Regions from separate parts of the Oryctolagus cuniculus genome. Here region 2 is linked to region 1. Evidence: chromatin contacts called from public Micro-C data. All regions are on one chromosome and are shown on one strand. The core of a region is the stretch at or near the end of the contact, and the rest is flanking DNA. Distances in the headings are between cores, read along the strand shown. Region 1 holds the start of LPCAT4 (lysophosphatidylcholine acyltransferase 4). Region 2 holds the start of EMC7 (ER membrane protein complex subunit 7).

Region 1 (4,614 bases), core at 1,082-3,581:
TCTCCACCTCTGTAACAAACACACAAAAAGAGCAGGTGTTTGGTGCACTGGTTGACACACTAACTCGAGACTCTCACATCTCACACAAGGTGCCTGGTTCAAGTCCCAGCTCCTCCACTTCACATCCAGCTTCTTGCTAACATGCAGCCTGGTGTTACGGTGAGAATCCTCAGATTATATTGTGGTGATCAGGAGCCCAGGCTGGACACACAGAGGCCCATGGGTAGACTTACTCTAGGCTCTTGTCTTCCTACATATGTAGAAATACAACTAAGAGATGTGGATGGAGGTGAGCAAAAAAGCAGAATTTACTGAAAGGCAAAGCAGCAGCACACACTCAGATGTGACTGCAGCCAACCTCATGACACAGAACTGCCCCCACTCAAACTGAGGCTATCCTTTTAATAGACTAAATAAAGGGTGCGTAGGGCAGGGCCTCATTGAAGATTCAAAGGAAGCAGGGTTTGGGGTGGGGCTGTGGCACATCTGATGGATCGCCAGAAAGATGTCATGGTTTCTGCCGTTTGATGCGAAGTGAGGTTTAGCTGAATGATGCGGGGGTGGATGTGCCAAGCCTTCAGTCATACTGAATTGGTATAGAAGGTCATGGGATTGGAATGGTGCACAAGGCTTGGGTGTTGGCATTCCTTGGCTCCTTGTCCCTCACCACCTACCTGCCTACGCATATCACTAGGAAGTAACTGACAACAGCTCAAGTACTTGAGTCCCTGTCACCCACATGGCTAAACAGGATTGGGTTCCACACTGGCTCAGCCCTGGATGTGGCAGGCATTTTAAGAGTAAACCAATGAATGGAAAAAATCTCTGAGTCCCTGTCTCTCTGCCTTTCAAACAAAATGAAAATAAATTTTTAAAAAATTTGAAGAAATTGGTTTTAAAAAAGCTAGAATCTGGAAATCATGTGTGATTCGTGTGGGGACCTCCATGTTACAAACAAAAATACCCCAATCCTGCTCCTTGGTCTCAAAAGGATGCATGAGTTTGCATACCTTTCAGCGTAGTCCCAGAAGCAGATCCACCTGGAACCTGGTTTCAAGAAGCCAGTGGAGCCACAGCCCTTCAGCTCCCCTAACTGCCAATCACTGGGGCAGAATAAATAAAGCAAGGTGAGCCTGGAACTCAACACAGCTGGAACAGAGGTCCTCGTCTTCCTGAGAGAATCTCAGAGGGGAGGTGGACATTGGCAGTAAGCAAGCTGCTCAAGTTTAGTGAAATAATACAGCTGGCAGGCCAAGCAAGGCGTCTCGGCAGAGAATCCGAAGCCCCGCCTGCACTCAGACTGCATTTCCTAGGGGTCTGGGGGCCCACGGTTCTCCTGCTCCCGCCCTCTTCCTCTGGGATATGGCTGGGCCTGCAACCTGTGAAATTCCTCCCGGCACGGGCGGAGACGCTTCCAGCGCGGTGTGCGGTGTGCCGGGGAGCGCGAAAGCCGGCTCCATCTCCTCACGCCGCCCCGCGCCGTGTGCGTTCTTCAGCCTCTCACACGCCGGGGCTAATGCCTACCTTTCTACCTAACAAGCTGAAGGCAATGCGACTCGCATTCCTTTTCCGTCGCACTTGTCTTTTTTTTTTTTTTTTTTTTACTGGGTTCCTGGCTCTCAAAGTCCACCCAGATTTCCCGGTCCCTTATCTCACTGTGGCCTTATAACCCAGGCCGCTGAAATGCCTTCTCTGGGGTGGTTTGGGCCCTGGGGGCGACGGGCAGGACTGCGTTCTCCCCGCACCTGGCGCCACGCGGGGCGTTAGCGCGCCGACCGCGGCCCGCAGCGCCAGCACGCGGAGGCGGCGCCACACGGCCGCCAGGGGGCGCCGGCGCCTCAAGTCCGCGCGCCATGGCGGCGTCGCCCAGACCTGGAAGCAGAGGTGGCCGGCCTACCAGGAGCGGCGACGGGGCTCGGGAGCCCGCTCAGGAGCCGGGCCCCAAGGTCCCTTACGGCGGCCAGCCCCGGCGGAGGGCGCACCCGCACCTCCATCCCCCTCCCGACGCTCCGCCGAGGACCAGGGCGCGCTCGGCGCCGCGCGCACCTCGGGCCCCACTCCCGCCCCGAGCCCCGAGGCCTGCTAGCGGGCGGCGGCCAGGTGTTCAGAGGGGAACGACCGCAGGGCCGCGGCGCCGGCGTCGCGCCCCGGCCTCGGCGGACAATGGCCGCAGGCGCTGCGAGCATCGCGCCCGGCTCGGAGGCGCTGGAAGCCCCGCCCCCGGCCGGCGCCCTGACAACGCGGGCGGGCCGGGCCGCGCCGCCTGCTCCCCGCCCCTCGGCGGCCGGCGCCAGGCGGGGCCCGGGCCAGAGCGCCGGCGCTGCCGCAGGAGCAGCGGCTGCTGCAGAGCGGGGCCGGGGCCGGGGCCGGGGCCGGGGCCGGGGCCGGGGCCGGGGCGCCCTCCCGCCCACCTCCTCCCGCCATGAGCCAGGGAAGCCCGGGGGGCTGGGCCCCCGTCGATGCCACCCCGGGGCCCCCGGCGCCCCCCAACCCCTTCGTGCACGAGTTACATCTCTCCCGCCTCCAGAGGGTTAAGGTGAGGCGTGGGCAGGGGGCTTCGGGAGCCCTCGCGGCCAGAGGGAGACAGGGCCCATGTAGAGCCCTGCGGCAGATGGGCTCGGGGATCCGGGCTGCGTGGCTTGCGCAGCAGGCGTCGGGAGGTGCGCACGTGGGGGCGGCCGGGGGTGGGTGGGCAGGAGCCTTGGAGGGGACGCGATGGGTCACCTCGAAGGTGTGAAAGAATCGAGGAGGTGGGGATGGAGGACTGGAGGGGACCCAGGAGTAGAGGAGATGGAGGAGCCTGGGAAACGCTGTCTGCGTCCTGCGGAGCTGACAGGCTTGGAAGGGGTCGGATGCTCCGGGAAGCCGAGGTTGGGGGCGGGGGCGTGCGCACGGCTCCTCCGGGGCTCTGACTTGGAGGGAGGACGGTTCCGGGCCCGGAGCCTGCGCCCCTGCGCCCTTCCATCACCCCCTTTGCCCGTTCCCCCCACCTCCAGGCCCCGCACTGCAGCACCTCCCGTTGGGGGCAGGGTTGGCCACAGGAAGTGGAGGTGGTGTGGGCAGGGAGCGTTCAAGGTGTCTGCTGTCATCGCCTCCCCTGAGGCGGGCTCCAGGGACTAGGTTTGTTTACCTCCTCTTTCCCCAGGGCAGCCTATGGAGTTACCTTGGCTCCTGGCAACCCTTGAGTCCTGGGTAGGGTCCAGCCCTTTGCCATCCCCCCAGTGCCAGGGGATTGCTGCTGGGCAGTACTGGAGACCGACCCACTGAAAAGCGCACCTTCGATGTCTCCAGCCCTCTGCCTCCCAAGCCCAAAGTGGGAAGAACCATGCACCTGGTTTCTGTTGGACATAGGAGCTATTTATGGAAAGGGAGTTGGGGGAGGAGGCCCTGCCTCCAGCGGACTCCATAGCAAGCACAGTGCTAGGCGCTCTCACGGGTTTTCTCTTTAAGTGTTCCTAGCAGCCCTGCCCAGTACTTGATGCGGTTTGTGCCTTCGGTTTTATAGGTGGGGTGGGGACCAGCTGCGAGATGTGAGAACAGGAGGCCCTGCGCTCTTCATCTTCCACCCTCTTGCCCTCCTTGGGTCCCAGCCCCTCTCCTGTTGGCACGCCACTTGGCACCTGCAAGGGGTGGTGGCTCCTGGGTCTGTCCCTGTGGGAGGGGGTCCCTGGCCGTGGCGGAGCGTCATCTCCCAGCTCTGCAGTGGCATTCTCTCCCTCTGCAGTTCTGCCTCCTGGGGGCACTGCTGGCCCCCGTCCGAGTGCTTCTGGCCTTTATCGTCCTCTTTCTCCTCTGGCCCTTTGCCTGGCTGCAAGTAGCCGGTCTCACTGAGGAGCAGCTTCAGGAGCCAATCACAGGATGGAGGAAGTAAGTGGGGGAAGGGATGGACCCCTTTCTTGTTTCCCTGCTGTCCGTGCTGCCCCCACTGTGAGAAGATGAGAGGGCTGTGAAGTGCACCTGCCCAGCCTGGGTTGGTGAGATGAGGCAGCCAGCCCCGGCCAGGTTCCCTGATCCCCATCTCTAAGGGATGTTACCTGACCTTTCCCGAAGGGGCCAGAGACTCCAGCCCCGTGGCCAAAGTATTTGAGGGCAAAAGGGAGACCCTGCTTTCCTGGGTTCCTGAACCTTGGGGGTGGAGAGAGGTCCCAGTGCCATCCCCTCAGACATCTGACCTTGCTCTGGCAGGACCGTGTGCCACAACGGGGTGCTGGGCCTGAGCCGCCTCCTCTTCTTCCTGCTGGGCTTCCTCCGGATTCGTGTTCGGGGCCAGCGGGCCTCTCGCCTTCAAGCCCCTGTCCTTGTGGCTGCCCCCCATTCCACTTTCTTTGACCCCATTGTCCTACTGCCCTGTGACCTGCCCAAGGTTGTGTCCCGAGCTGAGAACCTCTCTGTGCCTGTCATTGGAGGTAAGAGAGTTCAGTGTGGGAGGAGGGGAGGGTGATGGTTCCAGGCCAAGGGGACCTGAGGCACAGGGGAGAGAAGGAGGGGAAACAGAACACAGACTGACTGCTGGCGAGTGAACTGTAAAGTAACCCCACTGATCAGCTGGTCTCCCAGGACTAGGCCATAGAGCCGGTTCTCTAAAAGGGCAACGTGCAATCCTGGGGTTGTCCC
Region 2 (4,271 bases), core at 808-3,307, 250 kb after region 1:
ACACACACACTCTCTCTCTCTCTCTCTCTCACACACACACAGGTAGAGCTCCCCCCATCCAGTGGTTCACTCTGCAAATACCTGCAATAGGTGGGGCTGGGCCAGGCCAAGCCAGGAGACAGGACCCTAATCCGAGTTTCCCATGTGGGTGGGAAATCCACCTCCTGCTGCGTCCCATAGTTTGCATCAACAGGAAGCTGAGGCAGGCCCAGGACTTGAACCTAGGCAATCTAATATGGGATGTGGGTGTCCCAAGTGGTATCTTAACCACTGAGCCAAATGCCTACTCCCAATTCTTAAATTTTAAATTTCGCACCATTCTGAGTTGTGTGATGAAATCTCAAGCTATCTTATTTCATCCTGCCCAAGATGTGAATTTCCCTTTGCCCAAGGTATCTGTGTTTGTGTACCCTACCTGACCATCAGTTATGTAGTAGCTGTCTGTCTTGGTTATGTAACTAAATGTGGTATCACAGTGTTTTTGTTCAAGTAATCCATACCTAGTAGCTTAACACTAAGTCACAATGCTGGTCATTCACCTCACTATGTAGGCATTGTATTATCTCACACCACCACAAGAAAAGGTGAGTGCAGTATAAGAAGATATTTTGAGAGATATTCATAATGCACAACTTTTATTACAGTACATTGTTGTAACTGTACTATTTTGGTTGTAGTTGGTCATTTTTTACTGTGTCTAATTTATACATAAAACTCTTAAGTTATGTACAAAACAGTATACACAGTTTTGGTACATCTGTGGTTTCAGGAATCTACTGGGAGTTCTGGAATGTATCCCCCATGCGTAATGGGGATTACTATGTAAAAATCTGTGGAGACCACACAGAGAAACTCACTTCAGCAAAAGCATTAATAGCAAGATTGAAAGCATTCTTTTTTTTTTTTTTAAGATTTTAATTTATTTGAGAGGTAAAGTTACAGAGAGAGAGAGGGAGAGAGAGGTCTTCCATCCCATCGGTTCACTCTCCAAAGGGCCGCAAGGGCTGTAGCTGGGCCAATCCGAAGCCAGGAGCCAGGAGCTTCTTCCCAGTCTCCCACAAGGACTTGGGCCATCTTCTACTGCTTTCCCAGGCCATAGCAGAGAGCTGGGTCAGAAGAGGAGCAGCAGGACTCATATCAGCACCCATATGGGATGCTGGCACTGCAGGTGGAGGCTTATCCTACTTCTCCACAGTGCCAGCCTGGAAACAGTCTTAAAGGATAATTTCCAAATTATATATAGTAAAAAGAGCAAAGTGCAGAACTGCATTTATCATATGCTACCAGTAAAAGGGATATATATAAACATTATTATGTGCTATAGTATATTTGTTTAATACTATGTTTATAAAATGTTATTTGCATGTTAGTATACTAAACATTTCTATTTCCCTTTTCACAAAATGAGTAGCATACTACAGTAAGCTCTCTGTACCTTGCAAGTTCATCATCCACAAATTCAATCAACTGGGGGTGGAAAATATTTTTAAAAACTGTGTCTATACTGAACATGTATAGATTTTAAAACTCCTCATTCCCTAAGCGATATAGTGTAACAACTGCTTACATAACATTTAGTTTGTATTGGTATTCCAAGTAAGCAGAGAGAAAGTATACAGGAGCAGGTCGGCTGCTCGGCATGCCACATCCCATAACGCAGTGGCTGGGTTCAAGTCCTGGTTCCGATTCCAGCTTCCTGCCGATGCGCACCCTGGGAGGGAGCAGGCGTTGGCTCAGTCAAGTACTGGGGTCCTATGTAAGCACTACTGCATCTCCCTATAAACACACACACTGGGAGCCTTCAATCTCCTGTCTCGGAAAGTCTCTCGGAGTTTTCTGTTTCTGCGCAAGCCGGAGCCCCATCCGCGGACACCAGGGCACGGCCTCGCCCCTTTCAGCCTCCTCACTCTTTACTCCCGTGAGGTTAACAGCCTCTGAGACCGCCGCGCCAACACCGCTCCCTCTGCACTTGACCCAGCGCCTCGCCCCGCCTTCCAGCCCGCACTTCCGCGAGTTCGGGGCAGTACTTCCGCCACGCCCGCCTCGCAACTCGATTGGCCAAGACTTCTTCCCTCTGATTGGAGCCCGCAGCCTGGGCCTGAGTCGGGCGCGCAGTGATGACGACAAGAGCCAGCGGCGGCCGCGGCGGTAGCGGCTGGGAGACCAGCAGGGTTTCCGGAGCTGCCGGCCTTGACTGCTGAGTGCTGCTGACATGGCGGCAGCTCTGTGGGGCTTGCTCTCCGCCTTGTTGCTTCTCTCAGGGACTGCCCAGAACTCTGAGTTGCCTGGGGCTTCTGCCGAGGGGCCGGGAGGGAGTGGGGTCGGGGATCGTTTCAAGATTGAGGGGCGTGCTGTCGTTCCGGGGGTGAAGCCTCAGGACTGGATCTCGGCGGCCCGAGTGCTTGTAGACGGAGAAGAGCACGTCGGCTTCCTGAAGTGAGCATTCCGAGGGCCGCGGAGAGAGCTGGGATGGAGGAGAGCTGCTTGTCGCCAGGGGACAGTGTCGCTGTCAGAGCGGAGGGGCAGGTGCTGCTCTCCCTCTGTGCCGGGAGACCTCGGGAGGCAGCTGGACGCCTCCCTTTCCGGACCTCATAAATGAGGGTGACAGGCGTTCGCCCCAGACCCAGAGCTGGGGGGTCGGGCGTTTCCACTCCCTTGGTGGCCCCGTTTGGGGATTACTGCTCTCGGCCCTGGGGACGGGTGGACAGATGTCTCGTGCTGGATTCTTTGCTTTGCATCTCAGGTGGTTTCCTTGGAACCGGATCGCTTTTTTTTTTTTTTTTTTTTTTTTAACACTCGTTGTGGATTGATGTTGCCTAGAAAGATGCTAAACAGGTGGGAATTCTCAAAGCCCGGAGGACTTCTAGTGATGAGAGACTGGGAGACTAATGTTACTGCTTCTAAAATTAATGAGCCCTGAAGTCCCTAATCGCAGCACCTTTTTTGCCTGCGGGTGGGATTGTTGCTCTTTTTAACACTTGAGTTTATCAAGGGATTTGCAGCATCACATTTGTCATTTATGTAAGACCAGGGCTTTCGACTTTTCTAGCTATTCGTGGAAATGGAATTTCTGTTTATAGTAAAAGAGGATGAATTTGTTAGCGCTCGAGGTTTGCAGTAGCCTGTTTTTCAGCTGTCCAGGCAAAAATGTGATTTAAATCTTCCCACCACTATTTGGAAAATGAAATTGGGAACTGAAAGACCACATTTAGTGAAGGAAGAAGGGTTTGTTCCTCAACAGGTGGTTTCTGAAGACCAGGCAACACAAATCCACACATTTAATTCTAAATCTGATTTGCACATTTGTTCAGATCATCCAGCTGCCCTTTAAGGAGAGTGTTAGCCTCAGATTGATAATGGCAAGTTTTTATCCAGTATTTTAATGCTGTCATTGATAACCTAACATTAGAACATCTTTAGGGTATACTCGGACTAATGGTGTTTTAATAACAAAGCTCTATTAAACTTTAGAAAATTAGCTTTAGTTGACCATTTGGCTTCTCTTTTACACAGTATACATTTTTTTAAAAAGCAGTTATCATTTTCATTTAAGAGGTAATGTATTAGGGCCAGCATCCCACATTAGAGTGCCAGTTGAAGTCTCAGCTGCTCTGCTTAGAATGTGTGTGTCTGGGAAAAGTGTTAATGTGCTGATGTGCCTGAGAAAGTAGTGGAAGATGGCCCAAGTACGTGGGCCCCTGCCACCCATTTGAGAGATCCAGATGGAGTTCTGGGCTCCTGGCTTTGGCCTGGCCCAGCCCTGACTGTTGCGGCTATTTGGGTAATGAGCCAGCAGATGGGAGATCTCTCTCCCTCTTTCTCTCTCTCTCCTCCTCCTTCCCTACTTCTGTCACTCTGCCTTTCAAATAATTTAACTAAATGTTTAAAAAAAGAAGTACTATATTAATTTGTTTATTGAAGAAAATATCTAAACAAGTAGAGGTAACAGCCATAGCATTTTATTGTATCCTTGTTCTTCCTGTTTGTATATAGAAAGATGAATGAGTTTTGTTGGAAGAAGTGTAGGTAATTGTACTGGAGCTGTTTTGAATAACTAGGAAACAGTTTTTGACCTATGCTTATTGGAGGTGGCTTGAGACTTTGCCAAAGCAGATAAGGGGAGTTGCGGCTGAAAACTTCTCATGCCATTTCTTGCTGTCATCATTGTGTGTATTTACTTGTATACATAATTTATTTAACCAGCCTTCTGTTTTGGGATGTGTAGGTAGTTTTCAATTTTTTTTGCCATAGTGATGTTATAAAATGTATAT

Evidence for each region. A called contact is a pair of places that touch in the nucleus more often than the background predicts.
Region 2: a Micro-C map of ear pinna shows a contact between it and region 1, with 4 times the contacts expected there. The contact joins the promoter of EMC7 here to the promoter of LPCAT4 in region 1. A contact is called at or near these places in 2 of 6 Hi-C or Micro-C datasets (ear pinna and an unstated tissue).

The regions. Positions count from the first base shown.
Region 1 is chr12:55,626,606-55,631,219 of mOryCun1.1, forward strand. It overlaps LPCAT4 (lysophosphatidylcholine acyltransferase 4), which reads left to right and starts at 2,332. Exons shown (of 14, transcript XM_017348160.3): 1 at 2,332-2,536; 2 at 3,725-3,867; 3 at 4,186-4,406. The coding sequence starts at 2,423. It overlaps LOC100355813 (olfactory receptor 4F15-like), which reads right to left and starts at 1,994. Exons shown (of 3, transcript XM_008269585.3): 1 at 1,898-1,994. The coding sequence starts at 1,994.
Region 2 is chr12:55,872,390-55,876,660 of mOryCun1.1, forward strand. It overlaps EMC7 (ER membrane protein complex subunit 7), which reads left to right and starts at 2,058. Exons shown (of 5, transcript XM_008269259.4): 1 at 2,058-2,436. The coding sequence starts at 2,213.